Linked DNA regions of Mus musculus: region 2 is linked to region 1. Evidence: chromatin contacts called from public Micro-C data. All regions are on one chromosome and are shown on one strand. The core of a region is the stretch at or near the end of the contact, and the rest is flanking DNA. Distances in the headings are between cores, read along the strand shown.

Region 1 (6,147 bases), core at 1,998-4,497:
CTCGGCGGCAGTGGGGACTGAGGGGCAGGTGCTGGGAGGATTCACTCACCTGCAGTCCCCAACCCATCCATACCGCCCCCAGAAAGACACCTACATCGAGCTCTCCCAAAATGAACCTCGTGTGTGTCATCAAAGGAACACGAGGGCCACCTGCCTTAAGAAGCGGTGGTTTGAAGTTCCTTAGAAAACACTGGCCAGAAGGGAGAACAGGGGACGAATGGGAGACCTAAGCAAGGGGATCCTTCTTCTCCACCCCAGGTTGCCTTGCCTGAAGAAGTGGAGTTTATCAGAGAAGACCGCTGTCTGCGTCCTGCTCGAGGCCATTTGAGCTGTGAAGCCAGGCAGGGACCTCTGAGGGGTGAAGCATAAAGGTTGCCACTGCGCAAAGAGAATCCAACCTCAGGACCAGCCTGTGGCCTAGCAGCACATAAGAGCTATAGTGTTGTGGGCAGATACTGGAGGGAGCAAAGTTACACCAGTGGAGACAGTTCCCCGAGGATTGTGTTTTTTACCAGTCCCCAAACAGGCAGGGTGTTTTTTTTCATTTCTCCCCTCCTTCCCCAAACCCCTTGGATTTAAAATCCTTTTTTAAAAGTCCCTACAATCTAGGGCATCAGGGGTGCCTAGGTTAGGGATCCATATACTACTGTCAAGTACTCTTCAAGGTGGTTCTGAGAGATGGAAATACAGAGAGCATCTGTGAGAAAGGGGTTAACCCAAACTTGCTTGGCCCACTGGAGAGTTCATCTCCCTTGAAAGAGTCTCTCTGTGCTATATCTTTTCTAGGGGCTGAGAGAGATCACAGCCTTAGGGTTACCCCTATTTCTCCTCCATGCCCAAGTGTGGACCCCATACTCTTCCTGCATGGTTCTTAGATAATTAAGCCCTCCCTACCATCAGGAAAGAGGAGATTAATGTAAATTGAGAGAAGGAACCATTCCAAACTTGTCCCCCAGTCACAGGGTAAAGCTGGTGGGTAGATATGCTTGTGAGGGGAAGGAGAAAGACTCGTGAACTCTTCCAGGATTGGACCCTTCGGTCTTGACTGGTGCCTCCTCCAACCTACCTCCTCTTTCTTCCACAGAACCCAAGAAAGACAAAAGGAAAGGCTGATGCCCTTTCTTGGTTGGCTTTGCCCTTGGGAACCACTCGAGTAAGTGGGCTCTCTCTTTCCCTCCCTCCCTCAAACCCTCCCTCACTCCTTTTCTCCCTCTCTGCCCAGAGTTTTCTTCGCCTCCTTAAGTTTTCTGCAGTATGGGTCCAGACTCAGCCTTTGGAGACATGTATGAAGCTAAAATGATTTCCATGTCTTTTTAGCAAAGCGAGTTCCTGACATTCAGTATCCCTGAGCAAAAGACACAAAAATCAAGACAATGTGAATTTTGTATATGACAAAAAAAAAAAAAAAGTACCGTCAGAGGAGAGTCCAGAATCCGGACAGGACATCTGTGGAGGAAGTCATTAGAATACAGGTACTTAAGGAGGATTGAGTCAGACCCCCACATCCTTTATCCATTCACAGACCGCCCTTATGAGTGCAGCATAGCTACAAGTAGTTTAAGAACGTGGGTACCTTAGAAAGGGTTTGCTTTTCTGTTTGTTTAGGAGATGAGAATCAACAAGCTGTTGGAAGCAATTACCAACACTGCTTACAGAATACGCTGACAGTCAATTCTCCAAGGCGCAGCGAACTTTGCAACTGTTCGCCAACAGGCGACACAAGAACTGTAGGCTACAGCGGAGGAACAATCTAAAACAGGCTCAAATGAAGCTATCTCTTCCATTTTTCTCTCAAAAACTTTACAATAAATCTCAAGACATTGGCTGGACAGCCCGCCCTGAGATTTGTGTTACAGAACCCCTGCGATGGAGAGGCAGGGCGCAGGAGGGCGCGCTGCTGCGCCGGGGATCGTAGGTAGTCTCCATCCCTGGGTGAGCCTGCTCTTACTTACAATAAACTCCTACCGCATCACTAAAGCAGTCGTAAGCGGAAGTGTAGTCTCTTGGCAAGCCCATCGAGGGAACCCTTCATCTCTCTAGGGTACCCAGGGGCACCTAGCCCAGTGCAGCCGTTTGTAAACCCAGACTTAACCAGGAGCCCGCAAGCGCGCGCTAAGCCTGAGAACCTGTTCGGGTCTCTGCACAGATTGCTTCTATCTGTTCAGGAGTCGGAAACACAGACAGATTCCCACCCGGAAAATCTCTGCCGTGTGTGCACATCCGTACAAACCAGAAACCTGGGGTGAGAGACCTGCCGTAACTAATTGCAGGCTCTGGAAGAAATTGAGAGAGCTAGCAAAGTGCCCACACGTCTGAGTCTCTCTCCCTCTTCCAGCCCCGCGCCACTAAGATTGCCTACCCTCGCCTAAGCAAAGGCTGCACGCACAACTTCGTTCCAGAGCTTCTCGCCGCTGCATTCCTCGGCTAGCTGGAATGTGGCGAGTGCATTCGCTCACCCGGAGCAGTCTGCTGGCGGCAACACAGGCGGCGGGTGCCCCGGGCAGCAGTGACTGGGGACTCAATCAAGTGCTCGAACTGCCGAAACCAAGAGTGTGACAGGGGGCTTCTGTACAGCCCTGCGACCCGGGACGCGCTCTCCAACTTCCCGCCAGCTGGGGTAAAGTTGTACCAGCGGTTCTGCGAGCTTTGGCCATTGCCGCGAAAGGTAATCAATTGGGGGACCACTTTTGCCCTCGGGCCTGGCCTGTAGCTGGAAACCTCTGTTGTCCCCAAACAGCATCCTCCCTAGGGTTCTCATAAAAGCGACGGCCCAAAGATGCTACTTTCTATACCCTTGGGCCCTCCACGAACAGTATCCCGGAATCTTTCGAATTCGATCCCAAATTGCCAAGAGTCAAGCCCTTCAAACACTGACTGGTAGTACCCCAGCTCTGTGACCGCCTCTGCACCCCGACCCCTCCCGGTCAGTGCCTTGAACGGCGCGTCCGGCCTCCCCGCACCCGCTGAGGCTGTTAGCTGTCTTGTTATCAAATTAAATTAGCGAGAAAGGAGGGTGTCTTACGTTGCATCGGCACACCGAGCATCTCCGGGAGCCCCTTGACAGCCCCCTCCGCGGGGACAGCCGCGCTCTGCATCATCTTGGAGCCAGAGGCAGCAAGTCGCAGTCTACCGAGATCTCTCGCTCTCTCCCTCTGGCTGGATTCGGAAATTTGAAAATAATAATAATAAAACCAACCAGGCCGCTGAAGTCACAGAGGAAACCGAGCCCTCCGCGTCTCCGGGAGGACTCCACAAGCTGGCTGGCCCCCTCCCCCGCCAGTCCTCAGGCTGTTTCAAATCCCTTTGATCTCGCTCTCCCGGGCTGGTGCACATCCCGGGTTGAGGAGACACTGTTGCTGCAGCTCTGGCTCCCCCCCTTCCCTTCCCCGCCCTCCTCTCCCCCTCCCCCTCCACCCTTCGCGTGCCGGCTGCCCTGGAGGCCGCGGTCACCCAGGCATTTTGATTCATTCACACTGCAGGAGCGGCCGTGACGTCGCTTTCCGCAGGGAAGCCCGCCCTCCAGCTAGTGCTGCCAACCGGGCAGCCCGCTGCAGACCCCCGGCTAGCCAGAGTAGGGGGCGAGAAGTAGGGGGGGTTCGGTAGCCCCGAATCTGGTCGGAGGTGCGGGAGGGCGGGGCCGCCTGATAGGGGGCGGGGCCTGCAGCCCCTCCCCCACCCTGCCGTGCGGGCTCGCGCCCCGGTATAAATACTGCGGCGGGCTGGGCCGCGGCAGCAGGTGGTCCCGGAGCGCAGGGACCACGCAGAGCTGGTTTCTGCCAGCTTTGGGGATTCCCCGCTCGCCCCCAGCATCGGTCCTCTAGGATCAAGGAGGGGGCGCGGTGGGCCAGGACCCAGCGGACCCTGGGTTGGCGCTCCGAGTTCAGAGCTTCTCCAGCCCACGGAGCGTGTTCTGTAACTGGATGATTCCATCCATCCTCCACTTGTTTTTTTTTTTTTTTTCCTGGCCAGTTCCTTTCCGGCCGGTACTAACCAGACCCTACTCTCTCTCCCCCGCGTCTGGCTGAGGCAGGGCCAGGGACAGCTCGTACTCGGCCGGGAACGCGCGAGTCACGCAGTGGGCCGCCACGGAGCCGGATGGAGGCAGGCGGCCTGGGCCGCGCACGAAGGTGGCCGGGCGCGGGTCTTCGTGCGCGCCCACACTCGCCTCGGCCTTCCGCCACAGTCGGCACTCTCACCACCCGAGGTCCAGTCCTAGTCCCACGCCTCCCAGCCGCCCGCCCTCCCAACTGGGTCTCCAGCCGGCGTCCACCCAGATCCGCCCTCTCTGGCTCCTGGAGACTGCTCGGCCGAACCGGCTGCCACTGCGGGCACTTTGAACGATCCCTGGCCGCGTGTGTACTGGGCGGAGGCGTGCACCGGGCCCCCGGGGCTGACCAGCAAAGGGCGTGCATTGCTGTTGTGTTTAACACACACACAGAGACTCACACACAGACACAAACGCGCGCGTAGAAAACTCATTCTTCCCATTCTCATTCCTGGAGGCAATAAAGCAAAGATCAATGCTGGGACGAAGTCGCTAGCACTTTTTCAAACACTCGACGCCTCCTGACCACCGGCTCTAGAAACCTACCGGGTCAGCCCTGGGCCCAGCCACAGCCACCTCGGACACTACCATTCCTAATTTAATTGCCGACTTCAAGTCAGATGGGTCTTTACAACCAAATGGGACCCTGCGCTGAGAAGTTTTGTTTTTGTTTTTACTCCTGGTGTTTTAGGGTTGGTGATGGAGGAGGATGGACAGTAAGAGGGGTGGCTGTGTGTGCTACTTAGGATCTGTGTCCAATGAGGTCACAGCAATTTCTATGGGTCCTAGCACTAACGAGGGTCCTGTCTTGCTGTTTACTGAGCTGTCTACACAAATTGAGAAAATACGGTGGAAATGCTAATTTCATTAGCAACCAAACACACAAGAAAAAAACCAACCAAACAAACCAGTGTAGCCCCAACCGTTTGTTTATTGGTTTGTTCCTACAACCTGGGAGGAAATAGGATTTCAGTTGGTAAGGATGTTTATAAATGGTTCTCTCTCAGGCATTGCTGTTGTCTTTATAAACTCTTAATATCCATTTGGGAAGATATTTGAGGAAATTTATCCAAACCATAAAATTTTCCTATATTTTAGTTCATGTAATTCCATTTTGAGTGTTCAATACACACAAAAGTAACCTAGAATATTTTTTAAAGATTCATGCATGAAGATCTTTATTACAGCACTATAATCTGGAGGGAAGTTTTACCTAAATACCCAACAAAAGAAAGTGGTTTGAAGAAGCATATTAGATTTGCTAGGTATTATCTTAAATAATCACTGACTCGGATTATAAGGTCTAGCAACATAGTAATGCTGTGACAACCAATAAAAATTATTAGCTAATTAGAAAAGCAGGGATAATACCCATTGTTCATTTGGGTGTGAAGAAAACAGGACAATTCATAGTGAGAATATAAATGTCTTCTAAGGGCATTTTGACAATAGTTTGTCTGTTTTATACTACTGGGGAAAGAATTCAAAGCATTGCATCTGCTTGGCAGGTAGGCATGGGCTCTACCATGGAGTTATATCCCTAACTTAGGGTAGGATAGTTTATAGCTTAAAATGTCATTTATATAGCAATGTATTCAAAGATCATGAGTAAGAATGTTACAAAGTTACAAGTACTTTTAAAAAGAAAATAACATAGAGGCTGAGAGTGTGCTCATTTGTAGAAAGTAGAAGACCCAGGAGGAGTGATTTCAAGGGGAAGAAAAAAAAAAGAAAGAAAGAAAGGAGAGGAAGGATAAAGTAAGATGAAGAGAGAGACAAACCAGGGAGAGAGCTAGCTATTCAACAGAATGGAGCAAAAAGTCCATTTTTTTTTTTTAGAAAATGTTAGGTATATAGTAGAAAGTTGGGGAAGAAATGATAAAACAGTATGAATTTGAGAATTTAAAAAAATCATAACTAGAAAAATACGCTAAAATGTAAAAGTGGTTATCTATATAGTAGTTTATTTTATTCTTTTTGCCTTCTTAAAGGCAAATTATTTTGCCATTATTATAATCTCACGTTATTTTACAAAGCAGGAAAAGCTCATAAAATTGCTTTTAAGAACAGAGGGGGAAAACATAAGGAAATATATCAAAATA
Region 2 (6,147 bases), core at 2,081-4,580, 570 kb after region 1:
GCCTCAGAGAACATGTTGCAGAGCATAGTAAAGGTAAGGTTGGATAGACTCAATAAACATTATTCCTACTTTCCAAGGTTTTGAACATTAATTCCCAGTTTTGGCCATTTAGTATCAAGGTTCAAGTGTTGTTGACAGTTACCCCAAGACTTTGACATCCATCTTAGATATGTTAACCCACTATTACCCCACCACTAGAAGACAACTTTGCTTCAGCCCCCATTAAATTTTTTTATATATAAACCTCAGCTCCAGCCCAGGTCTCTGTACTAGCTTCTCCACATCTTTCCTTCAGGTCTCTGTGTGTATGTGTGTTGGAATAAGGGGTCTGTTTCCCAGGCCCATAGCACCTGTAAGACCATGAGCAGATTACTCTTCAGTTATTACTTCTGTGTTTCCATCTCTTTATAGATTCTATAACATAAGAGTATGTTCTGGCTGGTAGTGGTGGCGCACGCTGGTAGGATTTGCTGAAGGAGGCAGAGGCAGGAGGATCACGAGTTCAAGGCCAGCCTGGCATATGCCAGCAAGATTTTGCTGAAGGGCCCCTGATATAGCTGTCTCGTGTGAGGCTATGCTAGTAGCTGGCAAATACAGAAGTGGTTGCTCACAGTCATCTATCGGATGGAACACAGGGCCCTCAATGGAGGAGCTAGAGAAAGTATCCAAGGAGCTGAAGGGGTCTGCAACCCTATAGGTGGAACAACAATATGAACTAACCAGTACCCCCTGAGCTCATGTCTCTAGCTGCATATGTAGCAGAAGATGGCCTAGTAGGCCATCATTGGGAAGAGAGGCCCCTAGGTCTTGCAAACTTTATATGCCCCAGTGCAGGGGAATGTCAGGGCCAAGAAGTGGGAGTGGGTGGGGAGGGGAGGAGGGTTGGGGGAGGGTATAGGGAACTTCCAGGATAGCATTTGAAATGTAAATAAAATATCTAATAAAATAAAGAGTATGTTCTGATTAATTTTATCTTGCATAGAAAGGGATAGCAAGCCAAGCAGGAAAGAAAACAAAGAAAATAAAACAAACCCTCTTCCCTTGGCCTGTATCCCTTTCTTGCTTCTCCTTTACTGCCCAGTCTCGGAATAAACAGCACACTCCAGACTTGGTTTTCTACCATTTCCTCCACCATTCACCACTAAATAGAAGGCATTCTGCTTCTTGCTCACCCAGGAACAAATTAAAAACAGAGTCTCAGCCAGGCAGTGGTAGTACACAACTTTCATCCCAGCAGTTGGGAGGCAAAGGCAGGCAGATCTCTGAGTTCAAGTCCAGCCTGGTCTAAGTGAGTTCCAGGACAGGACAAGGCTACACAGAGAAATTCTGACTCAAAAAATAAATAAATAAAACAGACTCTCAGACTCTACCCAACTGCACTGAATCAAAAAAGAGGAAGTCGGCTCCAAGAGTGATTTAACAAACCCTCTTCTGGAAGGTGGGTCTCTCAGAGAAGCTGCAATTGAGGCCAACTGCTCAGCTCACTAAGTCTCTCAAACCTTTATCAAGTTCCATAATATCAAGAGATTGCCAGGCTGCTGCTGTCATTCACAATAGAACCAAGTTGTTGTAAGTAGGTGCTTAAGGTAGATCCAGAAAATCACCTTTCTTTCCTCTGAAATATTTTCTAAATCCACACCATCCCATTCCAAAGCCTTGGATCGACTTTCATCAGCCTCACTTCCCTGGACTCTGCTTAGCACAACTTTGTAGCTGCCAGGTCCCAAATGGTAACATTTGAACTTTGATCTAATACCAATAAACGATGTTCCATGAATGGAGTAATCCGTATAGTTATATGTCGACTCCTCCTTTTATACGGATATCCTATTTGCAGGCACTAAACGGGAAGGAATACAGCACCTTCAAATCTCCCTGGCGCTTTCATCTTGCACACAAGTCGACAGTGAGTTCCTCCTCCGAATTGCCCTATTCTTACAGACGTCAGTCTCAACAAATCCAAACAAGGAGATATTAAAAGCTTATGCGTGTATAGGATCGTCTCAGCAAAGGTCTGAGCAGCTTTTTCAATTAAAAAGGCATCTGAAGGAAAACATCACCACTGCAGTCACAGAGGACGCTGCCAGCTCCCTGCTGACTGTACAGCTCCTCCGCCTCCCGGAACGCTGAGCTGGACATTTTATCGTGGACCTTCATGCTTTTCTTTCAGATGCCTTTCATTATCCGTAACCCCAACCAACTTGTAAGCAGGTGCTTATGTTGCTTTAGATATGGAGAAGAAAAATCATAGTTCTTGTCTCTCTGTGAGCCAAAAGGCAGCCCCAGAACTTTTCTCAGTGTGCTGTCCTAGATGGGAAGTAGTAACTGAACCAGACTTCTTAAATGTTTGCCCCCTCAGTGTCAAGAGCCGGATAGATGTCTCAGCAGTTAAGAGCACAGTTGCTGTTCCAGGGGACCCAAGTTTGATTCCCAGCATCCACATAGCGGTCTGTAACTTTGGTTCCAGGGGATCTGATGTCCCATGGCCTCTATAGGCACCAGGTATGCACAAGGTACACAAACATATATGCAGTCAAAACACCCATATATAAAAGATTTTTTTAGAAGATTAAAACAGGGTCAGAATTGTATTTTCAAGTTACTTGACTACTAAATTGTTATTGTATTCCCTTGGCTATCTAGAACACATGAGAGAAAACTAGTTCTCAAGATCGATTTAGTTCAGGCTCTCATCACTAAAGTTTTCTAAATACAGCTTTTGAGAGGAAAGATGGCATGTGTGAAATCAATATCGAAACTAAAGAGTAAATGAACCTATCCCCTTGGACTCCAACTGTTGGAGTAAAATTGTGAACTTTGCTTTAAAAGTTATCTAGACACACTTCTGTTTCAAACAGAAACAGTGGAATACAAGAGAACCCCAAGGACACGTCAAGTTCCCCCAGAGAAGGGGGAGGCAGCCCCTGGGTTTGCAACTTGGAAGCAGTGTGGCAGATGAATTTTGAAAACCCTGAACTCCAGCTTTTAAGAAAGCATGGAAACAGGACCTGGGAAAGAAAGTGAACCTTTCTAAACACAGAAAGCAGACCCCCTAGTGCAGTGTGTTCTGTCTCAAGCACTGTTAGCCACCTAAGCAGAGCCTGCTGTGGTCTTTCTCAAAGCAACCGGGTGCGGGTGCACTGGCACCAAGAATCTCCCATTCAGGTCCTCTGAGAGCATTGCATCCTGTCTATTTTAGAGGTATGTTGGCACCATCCAGACCCAAGAAGGAACAGCAATTTGGTTAGGTGTGGGTATGGCCACCTCAGGCCCCGCCCTCCGCACCTCCCTCCAGACAGCAAGGTCCTTAGGGCCTTGGGGTCGCTCCCCATCGGCTCAGAAAGCTGGGGCTGCGACTCTGCCAGCAGCTGGCTCCGGGGTTGCACCGCTGCATTGAGAATGGACAGCAGGGCGCGGAGCTCTTCCCGAGAGGCCCACGGGAGAAGTAGCAGGTCCTCCTCTAGGGATGACAAGAAGGCAAAGGCCGGGAGGGGCAGCAGAGGCCGCGCACGTCCGGATGCTGGAGCAGAGCGGCAGAGCACCGGGCGGACAGCGACCCGAGGGGAGCCCCGAGCTCCCGCTGCCACCGCCACCGTAGTGGACGTGGACGAGGTTCGGGGCCCTGGTGAGGAGGGCACGGAAGTGGTGGCGCTGCTGGAGAGCGAGCGACCAGAGGAAGGTATGGAAGGTAGATCCCACGAGAAGGTGTGGAGGGTAGGCGCGAGATGTCAGACAAGTGCAGTGAGTTGCCAGGCTTGTGGTGGGACCATGGTGGGGAGGAGAAGGCACGAGCTACGCAGTTACTTAGTGATGGAGATCAAAGTGCATCAGCTGAAATACAAATAGCAACATCAGCTAATACTTTGTCCCAAGCCACCAATGAAGTTGGAAGAGAGAGTTGTTTAGGACCGGGTTCAACATGCAATTATGGTCATGGACCTGTGGACACAGCACTTTATATGATGGCTCTAAGCAACAACCTTGTGCCTCCTCTTCCCTCGTCCTTGCCAATCAGTCTTAAGCCTAAGACTATTTTAACCTTTCTTTGGAATGACTTTCACCGACCAGCCCAACAAAACCTCAAAGGCAGCAGAGCCAAGTCAAGGAGCCAGACCTGAGTTTAAATTTGAGCGTAGCCACTTCATAGGGTAGATGTGGGAATAAAATAAGCCTTCCAACGCACTTTTGCACAGTCTCAGCTAAATCCTTGCAAGCTAAAAAAGAACACTCTTGTATCACAGTAGAGGATATGAAGGAAGGTGTCCCCTTTACCTCTGTGGGTGCCATAATGCTTATGGGGAAAAGGGTATCTACCTCCAGTCCTTTTCATAACAAATGTAAGAAGAAAGTCACTATGCCCAAATTAAAGGCTAGCAGCTGTTTGAGGAAAGTAAGGGACAACATATTCTGCTGCTGTCTGGTGGCTACATGGAGAGTTAACATTTCCTAATTACCAGCAATGCAATATACGCTGGATCATAGACAGCTATTATTTGTGGACATCTGCAGTTTAAATGCATCCTGCAGCTCTTACTTTTTGCCGGATACCCCTCTGGTCCTTAGGAGAGGCCATTGGGTTCAATGCTATAGAAATGCAAGTTGAGATGTATCAGATCACAGCAGGGAAGTAGGCAAGTGAGGGAGCCCCACTTGTGTAGCCCTTTCTATGTGGCAGGCACACACTGAGTGTTTGTTTTTGAGTTATTTAGTTACATATCACAGATGAGAGATGATGCGCTGAGAAATTAAATAGCTTGCTTGCACTGGCAGAACTTACTAGAGGAACGGGATTAACAGTAGGGGGTGGGGAGGCAGCTTACACGAAGGTCTTGTTAATGCTAGAAAGATAGAAAAGCAGGTTCCCAGGCCAAACAGTGGGTCACCTTAACTGTCCCAACCCAGCCCTGAGATCCTAGATGTTCTCAGAAGAGTCTGGCATTCAACCCAAGCAGCATGGATGTGAAGTGCCCCAGTTCCATGTCATCTTTTTACAGATACAGCCTAATATTATGCAAAATAGGTGACTTCCAAAGACTGCAGAACACCTTAATCCATTAAATAAAGAGACTCTAAAGGAAGACATGGCAGGCAGTACCAGGAACTTGTAGACACTTCCCACAGTAAAAACTCAGACATGTCAAGCCCGAGCTGGCATCTTTATAGGAATATGCCATTTCACCCTTGAACTGATGTATCAGATACAGCTCATGAGCTATCATGAGACTGCAATCAGCCAGCATCCCATTAGATAGATGAGGAAATTGGGTTTTCAAAAGGTCCTGAGCCATGCCTAAAAGTCATCCATGGACTTTTAAAGTAAGTGGAACTAGAACTGGAACCAACTGGTTTCCCTGGCCTTCCAGTCCCCCCAAATTCCCTTACCTGTCTAGTTTATTACACCTCCCATTGGCCCACACAGTCCTTCACACAGACAACACTCCAGACCTGGGAACTCTGATCATTTGGATGCTGGCTCATTCCAGTTTTTCCAGACATGTCTCTAGACAGCTCTGACTCTAATACTAAGCACTAAACTGACAAACGCTGCCCAGTTCATGTGATGTCTCAATGCCATTGTTTCCCTAGGCATCAAGCCCTCTGGATTAGGGGCCTGCGAGTGGCTTCTTGTCCTCGCCTCCCTGATCTTCATCATCATGACGTTCCCTTTTTCCATCTGGTTCTGCATAAAGGTGAGTTTCTACATGAACCCATGAGATGGTTTTCTGTTGTCTCTTACAGACCAAACTAGGCCATTCTCAGTCTGTGTTTGACACTTACCTGACTTCCAAGAGAGCGCTTCTTCCTTCAAGACCGGGCTCAATGTAACCATGAAGCCTTTTTCATTCTGCCAACCTGCCATTCTCTGCTTTCACTTTTACACTTCCCATAGGCAGAATGTTGGTGTATGTCTTCTGTCATGGCTAGGACAATATGCAAATCGTGTGTGTGTGTGTGTGTGTATGTGTTTGTTTGTCTTTGTCTCTCTGTGTGTAAGGGAACACACACACACACACACACACACACCATCCCTGTTAGACTGAGAGAGCCTTCAGAAGCTTCTTAGTGTATCCATGCTCGACGACACAAGAGCATCTTGGATCAGATCATCTATTTTCACACCACAGGTAACCGTCTCAGGCAGCTTCT

Evidence for each region. Hi-C and Micro-C count contacts between places; a contact is called where the count stands out from the background.
Region 2: a Micro-C map of embryonic stem cells shows a contact between it and region 1, with 2.4 times the contacts expected there. The contact joins the promoter of Nphs2 here to the promoter of Lhx4 in region 1. A contact is called at or near these places in 3 of 39 promoter capture datasets (embryonic stem cells, liver and stem cell-derived epiblast-like cells), 2 of 484 Hi-C or Micro-C datasets (both in embryonic stem cells) and 2 of 115 datasets of contacts at active chromatin or transcription factors (both in embryonic stem cells).

The regions. Positions count from the first base shown.
Region 1 is chr1:155,738,780-155,744,926 of GRCm38.p6, forward strand. It overlaps Lhx4 (LIM homeobox protein 4), which reads right to left and starts at 3,248. Exons shown (of 6, transcript NM_010712.2): 1 at 3,023-3,248. The coding sequence starts at 3,098.
Region 2 is chr1:156,307,389-156,313,535 of GRCm38.p6, forward strand. It overlaps Nphs2 (nephrosis 2, podocin), which reads left to right and starts at 3,331. Exons shown (of 8, transcript NM_130456.4): 1 at 3,331-3,679; 2 at 5,587-5,690. The coding sequence starts at 3,400.